Regions from separate parts of the Sus scrofa genome. Here region 1 is linked to region 2. A link is a contact called in public Hi-C data. All regions are on one chromosome and are shown on one strand. The core of a region is the stretch at or near the end of the contact, and the rest is flanking DNA. Distances in the headings are between cores, read along the strand shown.

Evidence for each region. A called contact is a pair of places that touch in the nucleus more often than the background predicts.
Region 1: a contact with region 2 is called in a Hi-C map of skeletal muscle, with 6 times the contacts expected there. A contact is called at or near these places in 3 of 47 Hi-C or Micro-C datasets (embryonic fibroblasts, liver and skeletal muscle) and 1 of 2 datasets of targeted methods (skeletal muscle).

The regions. Positions count from the first base shown.
Region 1 is chr4:36,204,403-36,211,233 of Sscrofa11.1, forward strand. PABPC1 (polyadenylate-binding protein 1) reads left to right here. Exons shown (of 16, transcript XM_001927747.4): 2 at 3,646-5,460. The coding sequence starts at 5,268. Among named protein-coding and RNA genes, the nearest start is that of PABPC1, 70 kb to the left of the region's middle.
Region 2 is chr4:34,820,295-34,826,917 of Sscrofa11.1, forward strand. RRM2B (ribonucleoside-diphosphate reductase subunit M2 B) reads left to right here and starts at 3,575. Exons shown (of 10, transcript XM_021089040.1): 1 at 3,575-3,854. The coding sequence starts at 3,807.

The DNA of each region.
Region 1 (6,831 bases), core at 3,774-6,273, 1.4 Mb after region 2:
ATATACTTTAGGTCTTGTCATGGACATTGTTTAATATTTTTCAATTTCAAGGAGCTACAGAAAAGTACAGCTCTTCAGCTGAGAGAGAGCTGCTATATTTCCTTATTAGTCAGTTCAAATACATTTCTCAGTATTACCTAAAGATCTCACAAGGCCAGTCAACTTTAATTTGTCATGCATTACGTGAAATACTATAAATTATTCTGGATATTTTCCAAATATATTCAGGAGATAGCCTGAAAATTATTTAGAAATCTCTAGTGAGGGTCAAGTGAACAAGTTCTCTGGAGAAATTTACATTTCATTTGCTAAGATAAAAATGGGTTAATTGAATGATGTTGATGTCATTAGACATTCTTAGGCACCCACAGTGCAATGCTACACATATAAAGACATTATTCTGTGCCACAGCTTGCAACCTAAAATTAGATATACACAGGCAAGCCAGATAAACATAGACAGCACATTTTTTAAGACCAAAAAGAAATGATGGGAGAGAAAAATGAGAGTAGTGAATCAAAACGTCAAGGGGAATTGACAAATATTCCATCTTCTGTCTTTTACGTGTAGCCTTAATTACCTCTATCAGAAATGATCATACTGGAGTTCCCTTGTGGTGAAGTGGGTTAAGGATCCAGCATTGTCACTGCAGTGGCTTGGGTTGCTACTGTGGCACAGGTTTGATCCTCGGCTTGGGAACTTCCACATGTCTTGGGCATGGCCAAAACAAACAAACAACCCCCCCCCCAAATAAAAACAAAAACAAAAAGATCAAGAGGGAGGCTGTCTGATAGCCTCTAAAGGATGACAGGACATTAATGGGATTGCCATGCTATAGTGTCCTCAACTTTGGAGGTCCAGAAAGTCCTTTTTTCCAGCATCCCTGTAAGTTTCTGATTGCCTGACTTCGGGTACTAAGTCTACCTCCTGGAGTTCCCGTTGTGGTTCAGTGGGTTATGAACCCAACTAGTACCCATGAGGATTCAGGTTCCATCCCTGGCCTTGCTCAGTGGGTTAAGGAACCAGCATTGCCATGAGCTATGGCATAGGTCGCAGATGCAGCTCAGATCCCGGGTTGCTGTGGCTGTGGTGTAGACCAGCAGCTTCAGCTCTGAATCAGCTCCTACCCTGGGAACTTCCATATCTAGCCGGTGCAGCCCTGAAAAAGCATAATAATAATAATAATGAAATATCTAAAATAGTAAAACATCTAAAGTGGAAATGAGTGCTGAGCCTGTGTGTTAGGAAATACCCCCTCCAGTAGCCTGTGGAGGTCAGAGGTAGTACAGCACAGCAGACCACGTGGTCCGGATTTGAACACAGCCCTGGCTGCCCATGTGAACTTCAGGTTGAGATCTCCCTATTAACCTCCATCCTGTGTGGTCAGTCCCCAAACCTGGCTGGCCTTTTCCCTGAGGTTGGGTCAAAAAAGAAAAATCACCTCCAGTGTGTCAGGCTTCATGCTCTGTGCCAGGAATACAGATAAATAGGACCTAGGCTATCTTTTGGAGCTTAAACTTATCTTGGAGACAGCTCAAAACCAGACCATTTTAATATGATGTAATGAATGTAGTAGCAGAGGGCTGGTGTGGGTAAAGGCCAGAGGAAGGGTACCTAGCCCCATCTGGGGGTCAGTGAAGGGTGATAAGGAAATAGGGAATAGTCTGTGAGCCTGGAAGAACCAGGAGAGTTTCAGACCAGAAGCCAAGAGCATGGAGAGAGAGTGTCAGCTCCTGCAGATGTTGAACAAGATGGACTTAAAGAAAGCCCACTGGATTTGACAAATACAAGGGGGAATTGCTGGTGACAGGTGACAGGCAGTTAGAGGGGAGGTTGAGGTATGAGAAGTCACAGTGTAGTGGTCATGAGGAATCAAGGGAAGGCGAGAAGTGGAAATTAAAATCTCAGCTGTGAAAAGAGAGTGAATTAGAGAGGAATACGTCCTTAAGGGAAAGTTTGTTTTGATTTTCTTTTTTTTTAATCAGAAAGAGAGATTTCTAATCTGAAAGAAAGGAGCTGGTTGGAGAGAAAGAGAAAGAGGAGGAGGATGGATCGAGGGAACAGGTTCTTGATTCCAGTTCCAGATCCCACTCCTGTTTCCTTCTGAGATGGACTCTTGACTCCCTGTCCTGATTCTACTTGTTTCCTCCCCTCAAGGATGGACTTTGCTTCTAGTCTCCCTGGTACTCAGCTGTCCCTCCCTAAAATATGACAGTGATGCCCACTGAATGTCAAGAGCCACAGCTGCCTAGAAATCCTGATGACCAGCTAGAATACTTTTGTCTACCATCCAGAGCAACCTGTTTTGTCAAGAGGCCCTGGAGGCTTGACTATTAATTGGATTTAGCAATTGGGAGGTTGCTTGTTCAAAATGGATTATAACAAAGAGAAGTCTTTTGAGAGTTACTTAATCCAGGCTCTAGTGAAACCTGAGGTTAAGCCCGTTCTAGTGACTGAAGTTCCCAAACCCACTGTGAAGAGTGCTTGCCAAACTCTTGTCCTCTGACAAAATTTCTAGACCCCAAGAAGACTTTTTTTTTTTAACCTTTGTTATTTACAATGTTTAGTGAGGTCCACCAGAAACTTCTCCCTCGTCTTTCTCTACCAGAGGAATATGTTGAAGCTCCTGGATAGATGATCTGAGTGATTATGAATGGGTTTTGGTAATTTTCACCCTTGGTGTAACCTAATTTGCAAGTTGTTGGGGGATGCTCTCCCTTCACCCTGCTTTTAATGAGTGCACCTCTTCTTTTATCCCTGTTTGGTGTTTCATATTGTCTCTGTTCAGTAATTTAAGGAAAATACTAAATAAAAGGAAATTATGTTTTCTTTGAAGTACAATAATGGCATTTCCATCATTCTTTTTAAGAAAACTAATTTAGTATCTAATAGAAAATTGTCAGAGCCAGATAAAACGCTAGGCTTGGCTGTTAATTGTACTGACTAATGCTGATATTTATATGATTACCAGAGAGCTCATTAGAAGCTTCTTGAAGACAAGTATTTGTGTCTTTCATCTGTTTTCCTTCCCTACAGATACACTTGCTAAGTATTCAATAAATATATGGACGGCTGTTAACCACAGAGTTCTAATAGATTGAATGGTGATTTATCATTAGTAGTAGATATGTCTTCTTAATGCATAGTCCTCAGTTTTGCTCTTTTGCATACTAAGGCACATAAAGCAACGTATTTTCCAAAATATTATACTCTTCCTACCAGTTGGGGACAGACTAGCACTTATGGGGGATTCTGCAAGTTTACATTTTAATTAAATGAGAATAAAGTACCCAGTCCACACCTGGCAATGTATCTGGCATGCATTGAAGAATGAATTGGGCATTTAACTTGAGACCATTCCTTTAACAGTAAAATAATTACTCCTTGCTCCACCTCCCACACAATATTGCTGTAGGGAACAAATGATAGGATGTTTTTGCAAGTGCTTTAAAATCTGTAAAGTGCATTACTATTTTAAAGTGGGATCTGTATGTTGACTTAACATCATTCCTATTAACTAGTATTTTTTATGGCTATCAACTCATTACGTTTAGCATTCCTATTAAAGCCCATAACTAACTACGAAATTGTTTTAAACATTTTTAATACTGCGTTTTGACTAGTACTAATTTTGCTTGGTTGCAGGTCTGTGCTGTCACGCATGACTGATGTTCATACTTTAAAGAAAAACATTAATTTTTCTCGAGACCTTTTTTCTACCTCAAAGAAATTTCTGGCAGAAACGGCACGTATCAGTGATTCCAGTCTACCACCTAAGTGAATAGTGATCACGATGCCTTAAAAAGGCAAGTGGACAAAGCCCCCAAAATAGTTTCCCCAAATTAAAATCACTTCGACCAACGACAGCTCCTTCGGGCAGAACGAGGAGAGTCTAGGGCTCGGAAGCGAGAGGATCTGGAGTCTGAGGGCCCCTCCCCTCTCTCCTCCTCTACTGGAAGCACCGCGGGGCCGCCACTGGGGCCCAGGGACCGGACGGTTGGAGGTCCCCGAGCTGGCAGCCAGGACCCGCGGCCAGTTGGGGTCAGCGAGCGCTGCGGCCGTTGGGGACTTCAGCTCCCAGCAAGCACCGCTTCTGCGGTCGAGGCGCGCGGCGGCACTGCCCGCTGGGACTCGTAGTGCGGTCCGGTAGGAGAACGGAGGAGCCAGCCCTGGCTCCTTTCCCCCACGTTTGGGAAACCGGGCCTGGAAGGGATCACGCCCATCCACTCGTGCCCGGCATCCCTTGGGGGCGTGGGCGAATGGAACAGGGTTGGCTGCGGCGGGAAGAGGCCCGGGTGGCCGTGCACGTGGGGGGTAGTTAGCGCCCGGGAACCCGGAAGCCCCGCGTGCCGCCCACAGCCGCGGTGACGGGTTAACGCTTCTCCCGGGTGGAGGTGGGGCGGGGTGTGTGGGAGGAGGGGCCGTCCCACCCACCTCCTCCAAGTGCAGCCCGCGAGCCGGCCCTCCCCTCCCCCACAGGCGCTACGCAGCACAGGCTCCGCCTCCCCCGGCCGCGGCGCGTGCGCAGAAGCCCCGCCCCTCCGCCCCAGCCCCACCCCCACGCCCGCAGCAGCCACCGCCGCCACCTCTCCCTTCCTCTCGGCTCTTTCCTCCTCCTTTTTTTCTTTTCCCTCCTCCTCCTTGCCCCCTTTTCTCCTCCTCCTCCGGCGCTGACGTTCGCGTAGGGCCCTAGCGTCAGACGCGCGGGGGCGGGGCGAGTGCGGCGGGGGGTATAAGTAGAGGGTGCAGGAGGCGGTGCTTCCCCTTCTCCCCGGCGGTTAGTGCTGAGAGTGCGGAGTGTGTGCTCCGGGCTCGGAACACACATTTATTATTAAAAAAATCCAAAAAAAATCTAAAAAAATCTTTTAAAAAACCCAAAAAAAATTTACAAAAAATCCGCGTCTCCCCCGCCGGAGACTTTTATTTTTTTTTCTTCCTCTTTTATAAAATAACCCGGTGAAGCAGCCGAGACCGACCCGCCCGCCCGCGGCCCCGCAGCAGCTCCAAGAAGGAACCAAGAGACCGAGGCCTTCCCGCTGCCCGGACCCGACACCGCCACCCTCTCTCCCCTGCCGGCAGCCAGCAGCCAGCGGCAAGCGGATCGACTCCGTTCTGCGGCCGTTGAGTAGTTTTCGATTCCGGTTGATTTTTGTCCCTCTGCGCTTGCCCCCGCTCCCCTCCCCCCGGCTCCGGCCCCCCGGCCCCAGCACTCGCTCTCCTCTCACGGAAAGGTCGCGGCCTGTGGCCCTGCGGGCAGCCGTGCCAAGATGAACCCCAGCGCCCCCAGCTACCCCATGGCCTCGCTCTACGTGGGGGACCTACACCCCGACGTGACCGAGGCGATGCTCTACGAGAAGTTCAGCCCGGCCGGGCCCATCCTCTCCATCCGGGTCTGCAGGGACATGATCACCCGCCGCTCCTTGGGCTACGCGTATGTGAACTTCCAGCAGCCGGCGGACGGTGAGATGCGGGCCGGGCGGGCGAGCGGCCATGAGGCTCAGGCGGTGGTGGTGGCGGCGGCGGCGGGCGGGCTAGGCCGGCGGGCCCGGGGGGAGGGAGCGGGAGGGCATGTCACCCCCCCACACACAGGGCCAGTGGGGCGAGGTTCGGGCGCCGGGACCCCGGTTCCCCGTGTCCTCCGGGACCCGTGCCGCCAGTAGCCTCACGCCCCTCGCGTGCCTGGCACTTCCTCCTCTGCGACCATTTTCTCGGCCTCAGCGGCTCAAAGTTTAGGGTGATGACGCGCCGGGAGAGTGGGTGAGATTGGACTCTTCCAAGGCACTCCCGCCAGTAGCTGCGGGATTCTGGGGCGTCGAGCGTCGAGCCCCCTTCTCCGGCAATAGGTGGAGGCGCTCCTTCCACCCCAGGTTCTTGCCGGCGCCCCAGGACCGGGAGGAAGTGCCTTTCGGTGCTCGAAAAATACCACGTGTTGAACCCTGTAACCTCACAGGCCCGAGGCCTGTTCCTGCTACTGGCCCAGTCGCCTGGGGGAGCCACAGGGACTTAGAATAAAGTTAATTTGGGGATCTTGTGCTGGTCGTCAGGTTTCTGATTCCCGTTCTTAATAACTTGTCAGTGACTGATGGCTCTAGAAGTGTAAATTACCAGTGAGCCCAGCGTTGGGGGTTTTCCCCGAGATCAGGCACTTCTCACTGTAGCGTTAACAGGATGGGAGGAGGGGATATGGAAAATGACCCCTTTGAAGGCCATCGTTTTCTCAGGCAATTTAATTTAGGTCGTCTTAATTTTTTTTAATGAAACTAATTTCGCAGTACTAGTAACTTGTTCAGAATATTTTTTCCCCTCTCAAGTAGTTTCTCTGGTTTGGAGGGGTTTAACTTTTAAATGTCATCTGTTTTGACTGTAAAATGTTACTTGTGAGTGTGGTGTGGACTGGACCATAATATGCTTATGTGGCATTCAAGTAGGGGTGTCTTTATTTTTAAAAGTGGTCCAGAGTATCCCTACATGGGGAATGATTGCTCACAATGTTAACAGATACAGAGTTAGCTTGAAATTTATGAGGGAAAATGCAGGCAACCTTGTATTTTTAATTTGAAGTTAAACAGTTCAAAAAAATCCAGATTTTGGCAAACAGATAAACTATGTAGCCTGATGAGTTGCCAGGATTTTTCTTTATATTTGGATTAGTTGACTTACAAAAGTCATTTTCACTTGAGTTTATGACCCTATTTTGCCTCCTTTTTTCCCAGGGTACTTGAATACATGTCAAGTATTACAAAATACAAGGAATTTATTTTTGTAGGAAAGATCTAAAGGGTAGAATTTGAATTTCTAATAACAGACCTAGAGTTATTTAGTGGTCAGCTT
Region 2 (6,623 bases), core at 2,325-4,824:
CACATGGAAGTTCCCAGGCTAGGGGTTGAATTGAGTTGCTGCTGCCAGCCTACACCATAGCCATGCCAGATCTGAGTCATATCTGTGAACTACACTGCAGCTTGTGGCAATGCCAGATCCTTAACCCACTGATCAAGGTCAGGGACTGAACATGCATCCTCATGGACACTAGTTGGGGTCGTAACCCGCTGAGCCACAACAGGAACTCCTACATGTTTAATTTTTCACCTTTGCTGTTCCTGTTAACTTTAAACCTCTTGAGGTAAACTAATACATACTGCCTACTCTGCACCAGGCACTATAATAGGTGCTGAAATGTTTGTTTCTGATCTTTTATTTATTTATTTTTGTCTTTTTAGCTATTTCTTGGGCCACTCCTGCGGCATATGGAGGTTCCCAGGCTAGGGGTCGAATTGGAGCTGTAGCCGCTGGCCTACACCAGAGCCACAGCAACGTGGGATCCGAGCCGCCTCTGCGACCTACACCACAGCTCACAGCAACACCAGATCGTTAACCCACCGAGCAAGGGCAGGGACCGAACCCGCAACCTCATGGTTCGTAGTCGGATTCGTTAACCACTGCGCCACGACGGGAACTCCTGATCTATTATTTTTTTGATTATTTAAGATTATTCAATTCTGATACAAAACTAAATATGGAAGCAAATAGCTTGTGACACAAGGAGGTTCAAAAGACCTGCTAAGTGTAAACAGTAAATGTTATTAATCTGTGAGGCATGTTGAAGATAGAATAAATGGAACACAAATGTGTTGAACATGGATAAAAATAATGGAATAAATGAGTGTGTTGCAGATAGAAAGGGCTGGAAGGACCAAGTAATTCTTAAGTATTCATAAGGTAGGGATCATGTTACTTCCAGATTGACAACTATGTTATCTCTAAATCAGCCACCAATTGCTGACATCCATTCTGGCCCCACATGTGCTCTTCTTCCCAAGAAACATAGATAAAACTCATAGCTGCTCAGAAAGCTAATTTGTGGCAAGTTACAGCTGCTCCTGCACCCCTCTAAAAGAGCAAGTGCATGTTGGCTCCGCTGCTGAGACCCCTGTGCCCATCCTCAACACTGGTGTTTCTAACTATACCACCAGCCAGGAAGGCTGATGCAGCAAAGTCAGGATACAGGAATACTATCATTAACATTTGAATAGTATGGTTTTTCCACTCCCTTCCCTCCCGCATCCTATCTTAAATAGGTTAGACACCCCAACTCTTTCCCCTTGCTCTGTGTTTTCAATGAATCTAAGAAACGTGATTTAAGCAACTCAGTTGAGCCCTTCCATTCCACGACCTCTAGGATGGCCTGTTTAGGAGCGCCATGGGGGAAACCAGGTGAAGGTTTGATGGGACCCCTCTGTATAATTTCTCATTTTTTGGTCTTTTTAGGGCTGTATCCATGGCATATGGAGGTTCCCAGGCCAGGGGTCGAATCAGAGCTGTAGCTGCCAGCCCACGCCACAGTCACACCAATGCGGGATCCAAGCCGCATCTGCAACCTACACCACAGCTCACGGCAACACTGGATCCTTATCCCACTGAGCAAGGCCAGGGATCGAACCTGTGTCCTCATAGACACTAGTCAGATTCGTTTCCGCTGAGCCACGATGGGAACTCCCTACAGTTGTAATTTTCCACCTCATTTAGTGCTTTACGACTAATAAATTCACAAGTAGTAAATCCACTACTTGTTGTGTGGAACTTGTAGGAACTTTACAAGTAGTAAATCCACACAACAATCCTTCAAGGAAGGAATTTTTCTTATCCTACAGATGAAGAAACTGAGTCTCAAAAAGGCTAAGTAACTTGTCCAAGGTAGCACATGCCCACAATGATATGATTCTAGGATTCATGTTCTTTTTCACTAGGCTCATTCACTTTTGTATCTTTAATTCTGAATATCACACCTTGACAAACAGTAGATATATTATTTGATAACTTTAATTAAATAGTAGAATCCTTGCCCTTTATTTGTCACGTGGCCTGTGATAAATTATCCAACTTCTTTAAGACTCATTTTCCTCACAAAACTTATCTTTTTTTTTTTTTTTTTTTTCCAGCTGCAACCCTCACCCCTCCCCACACATGGGCGTTCCTAGGCCAAAGACTGAATCCCAGCTGCAGGTGTGACCTAGGCCACAGGTGCTCCAATGCCAGATCCTTAACTCACTGTGCCACAGCAGGAACTCCCTTAACAATTATTCAAAATTAACATATGTAAACTTTTTTACTCAGCACTTGGCCCCTAGTAGTTGCCTCTGATGTAGGGCAGGTTTGAGAACGAGCTTTCATCATTTTCGAACCTTAATTTTCTACCCTGTTTTTACCATTCTTCACCCAGCGATCCACAAAGCAGGTGCCTGTTGTTCAAGGCCTGACAAGCTTCCCTCGGTATGTCAGCCTCAAACTACTAAAGCAAATCCTTCTCTCACCTCCTTTCTTGTTTAAGACCCAATTATTTTTTTCTTTCCGTGGCAGTCATCTTGAGACAGTTCCCCCCAGAGAGGGGACGAGCAGCAGCCAGTACGCTCGGCCAGCCCACGGGGGTCTGTCCTCCCTCCACCACTGCCTTTTGGCCTTGAGAAGAGCGTTTCGCAGGGAGCGGGGCAACCTCCTACTTTCTGGCGCTGGAAAACCTCGGTCGTTAATCCCAAGCCCGAGTTTCTGGTCTGTAAACGGAGGGACATCCTGAGCCTCCGCGGCCCGGCTGACAGCGCGGCACAGCGCCTGGCTCTTGCTAAGAGCTCGGCAGGTGTCACCACAAGCTTAGGGTGTGGAAGCCGCCTTCAAACTCTGTCCCTGCCTTCCGTCACTCTCAAGCCCCACCGAGCCGTCCCCACACTTTCCCTCAGCCTCTCCTTTTCGGCTAAGGACAAAGCCCGGCAGCCTTTCCTCCTCACTGAGGGTGTAGCGGGGCGGCTCTGTTTTCACCAAGAGCGTGGCTTCCCGCACCGCCACCACTCCACACGCCCAGAGCGCTCTCTCCTCCGTAGCCCCTTCGGTGTGTGGTCCGACAGGCACCTGGGAGTCTCTCAGGACCGGCCGAGTTAGCGCGACATACCGTGTTCCGGAGGCACGGCGAGAGCTAGCTGGGGAGTCTCGAGCTGGAGAGGTGACCTGGCATGTCCCGGCAACCTCTCGCACTGGGCGCCTAGAGCCGGGCGACGCAGGCTGGGCCGAAAGCCCAAGGCGGAGAGCCCCATGCTGCTAGGCTGGGAGGCGAGGCTGGGCAGCGGGGCAGGGCAGGCTCTGCTGAGGAGGCGGGGCCCGGAGCTGCGGCGAGCTCCTTCGGAGAGCGGGCGGGAGGCGGGGCCAGCGGGGAGGGGTCTGAAGAGGAGGCGGGGCCTGAGGGGCGGGGTCTGAGGAGGAGGAGGGGCCCGGAGGCACGGGAGGCGGGGCTGGCAGGCTCAGAGGGGCTTCTCTGGGCTGGTGGGAGGCGGGGCCGGGGCAGTGGAGCTGTGAGAAGTTGGCGGAAACCTAGAGAGTTACTCCGGCCTTGGCAGGAGGTGGGGCCTGCACAGAGGATTGAGGCGATGCCGGCCGAAGTAGGCGGATCCCTGAGGCAGGGGAGGCGGGGCCAGGTTACAGCTAGGATAGTCACGCAATGGGCCGGCGAGAAAACCGGGTAGCACAGTGGAGCGGGGCGGGCAGACAGAAGTAGGAGGGTCTCTGCGTCTGGGGGCGGGGCCTACCCAGAGGACCCGCTGGCCACTTGGTTCTGTCCTAGTTCGAGGTGGCTTGAGGCTCTGGGTTCCCTCTGCTCCGGTAGCTCTGGCGGAGTCTGCGCGATGGGAGACGCGGAAAGGCCGGAAGCGGCAGGGTCTGAACAGGAGGAGGTAAACCTTGCTGTCGCTTCCTCTCCCGCCCCGCAGTCACGCCTGGCCTCTAGAGTGCGGGTTGCTGCTGGGTCCTGCACCTTGCGCAATTTCACTATGGGAAATTCTACTCACTGTCGTCAGAAACCTGGTGTAGGCCCGGCCTCCAGCCTTCGCCGCAGCCTGGTTTCATCTTTTCTAGCGCTAGGGAGGCCGTCCCCAGGGAGGGGTCAGGAGGTAGCTGGGTTTCTGCTCCACTGATCTGCCCCGAGGCTACCCAAGGGCAACGCTCTGAGACTTCAGACCCGAGCGAGGCTCACCCCTTTTTTCCCTTTCCATCCTTCCCTGTTCTGGAGCCCTGGCTGGGGAAATTGAGGCAAATGCCGAGGACTCATGGCATTTACTGGAGAAATGCATGCCATCTCTGGGCTGGTTAAAAGGACTTGGGCTGAGGCTGTGGAAATTGACACAGGTGGATGGGGTGACGATAATAGGCAGAAAGGCGTCGAGAAATCCTCCTAACAATGGAAATGATCAGTTGGGCGGCCAGTTTTGCGCAGACCTGGCTAAAGTAGCTATGAATCTTTGGGGTATCACTTTTTTTCATGTATTCAATGGAAGTGATGCTTTCCCTCACAGAGGGTTAAGCAAAAAAAAGCTTTATGCAAAGTGCCACGGAAGTTGGGGGTACATAATAAAACCATGAGCCATGTTAATCTGCTCTACTTCTATATTAGTAGAGGTACATAACAGTAAGCTGGGATTCGGTAGACTGTAGGGTTGTAGGGTAGTTCAAATTGTGCTGTAATTTTCATACCGTGATATTTTGTAAATACTTTTAAACCTGTTGCTGTGTGTAGTATCTTTGATTGAACAGAGTTTCAGTTCTCAGTGACTCTTGCTTAGCTCTAAACTTCTTCAGAAAATTGTAGATTCAAGATTTGGGATTTGATTTTGTAGACATTTAGTAACTATATATATTGTAAATATCCCTCAAACTCTTTATTTCCCTTTTGAAATAAATAATTTAGTACCACTCCCCTTAGACTAATGGGGCAACTCAACTATTTTGTTTGTGCTAGTAACACCAAAAGAAGCTAGTCTTAGGTTATTCAGACCTAAGACCTGGAAGTTAAATTTTACTTATTATGTCTGTCTGGATACAGACCCACAAAGACAAAGGCATAACTTTAGATCTAGAATGAATTTGAATGAGCGCCTGTTTTAAACTTGAGATTCAAGGATGCCTTAAGTATTTTTGTTTCTCTAGATATATTGGTGCAGCATGGGCCACCTGCATCAGAATCACCTGGAACTCGTTGTTAAAAAATGTAAATTACTGGGCCTATACCCCAAATTAGTAAATCAAAAATCTCTTGGGGTGGGTCTGGGACTGGAGTTTTAACGAGCACATCAGGTGATCCTGGTACACATTTTAAGAACACTGTCTTAAAGAGTTTATAGATGGGCTTGAAAGGAATTTATAAATCTCCTGAAATTTGTAGACTTTATATGTGTAGATGTGTATCTCCTAAGAAAGGGAGGTGTCCATAGCTTTCATCTGCTTCTCAAAATTAACTCAATCTAATTGATAGTCCCTATTTTTAAGACAGTTTAGGCAAGATTAAGTGATAGGCCCAGAACCACACAACTCAGTAGTAGAGCTGCTGTGTAAATCCAATTTCTCACTCCTGGGCCAATATTCTATCTGTTTTGCCAGATTTGATGGGGATAGGAGAATGAAAATGAAAACACCCACAAATAGTGTATGATTCCGACAAGCATCCAAATAGTCTCCTTTACCCGAGGAGTAGGAGAGAGGTGAAGGCAAGCAAATGAAAGTGGTGAAACTGGAGGTGAACGGAAGGGATGGGTCATGTAGAATGCCAGCCTAGATCAGTGCATGGTGAGTGCTATCTGGGGAATATTGACCTAGATGAGTGCCCCAGCATGTCCGGGCATCTCTCAGGACCAGATGACCAGAACCAGGAAGCACTATTCTGGAAAAGACATGGAATGTTGCCAAGGAAGGCTTATAAGAAATTATTTCATGTTCTCCTCACTGCACATTCACACAGCTACAACAAATAAGTTGTCTTTCTGCCGTCTTCCATGCTCTCCAATCCTGTTTACCACTGCCAAATTAATCCACCATTAACTCGTGCCTCCATGTCACTCACAAATAAATATTCACCATGGTGTCTCAATCCCCACCAACAATCTCCAGCTTCTCAAATCTGGCAAAATCCCATTTAAGTAGCTTTTTCATACTAACTGCCACATCTTAATTCAGGCTGGCATTTCCACCTCTGCAATGGACAGTATAGTTGCTACCAAAATCTAGTTTTTTTTTTTGTTTTTGTCTTTTTAGGGCTGCACCTGCAGCATATGGAAGTTCCCAGGCTAGGGGTCCATTTGGAGCTGCAACTGCTGGCCTATGCCACAGCAGCAGCCACACCAGATCCTTGACCTACACCATAGCTCACGGCAACACTGGATCCTTAACCCACTGAGCGAGGCTAGGGATTGAACCCGTGTCCTCATGGATAGGAATCAGGTTCCTTACCGTTGAACCACAACTGGAACTCCTAGGGCTTTATTTTCTAATTCAACTTGCACGTAATATCCAATTTATCTTTCTCATGGCACCCCTATTCATGTTAATTCCTACTCAGAAACTCTCCATGACTATCCATAGGAATTATTTTAAACTGTGCCCCATGGTGAATGCCAGCACCTGGGGATGGGGGCCAAGTGGGGACAGTTGATGTCTGAATCTCCTAGCCCCAG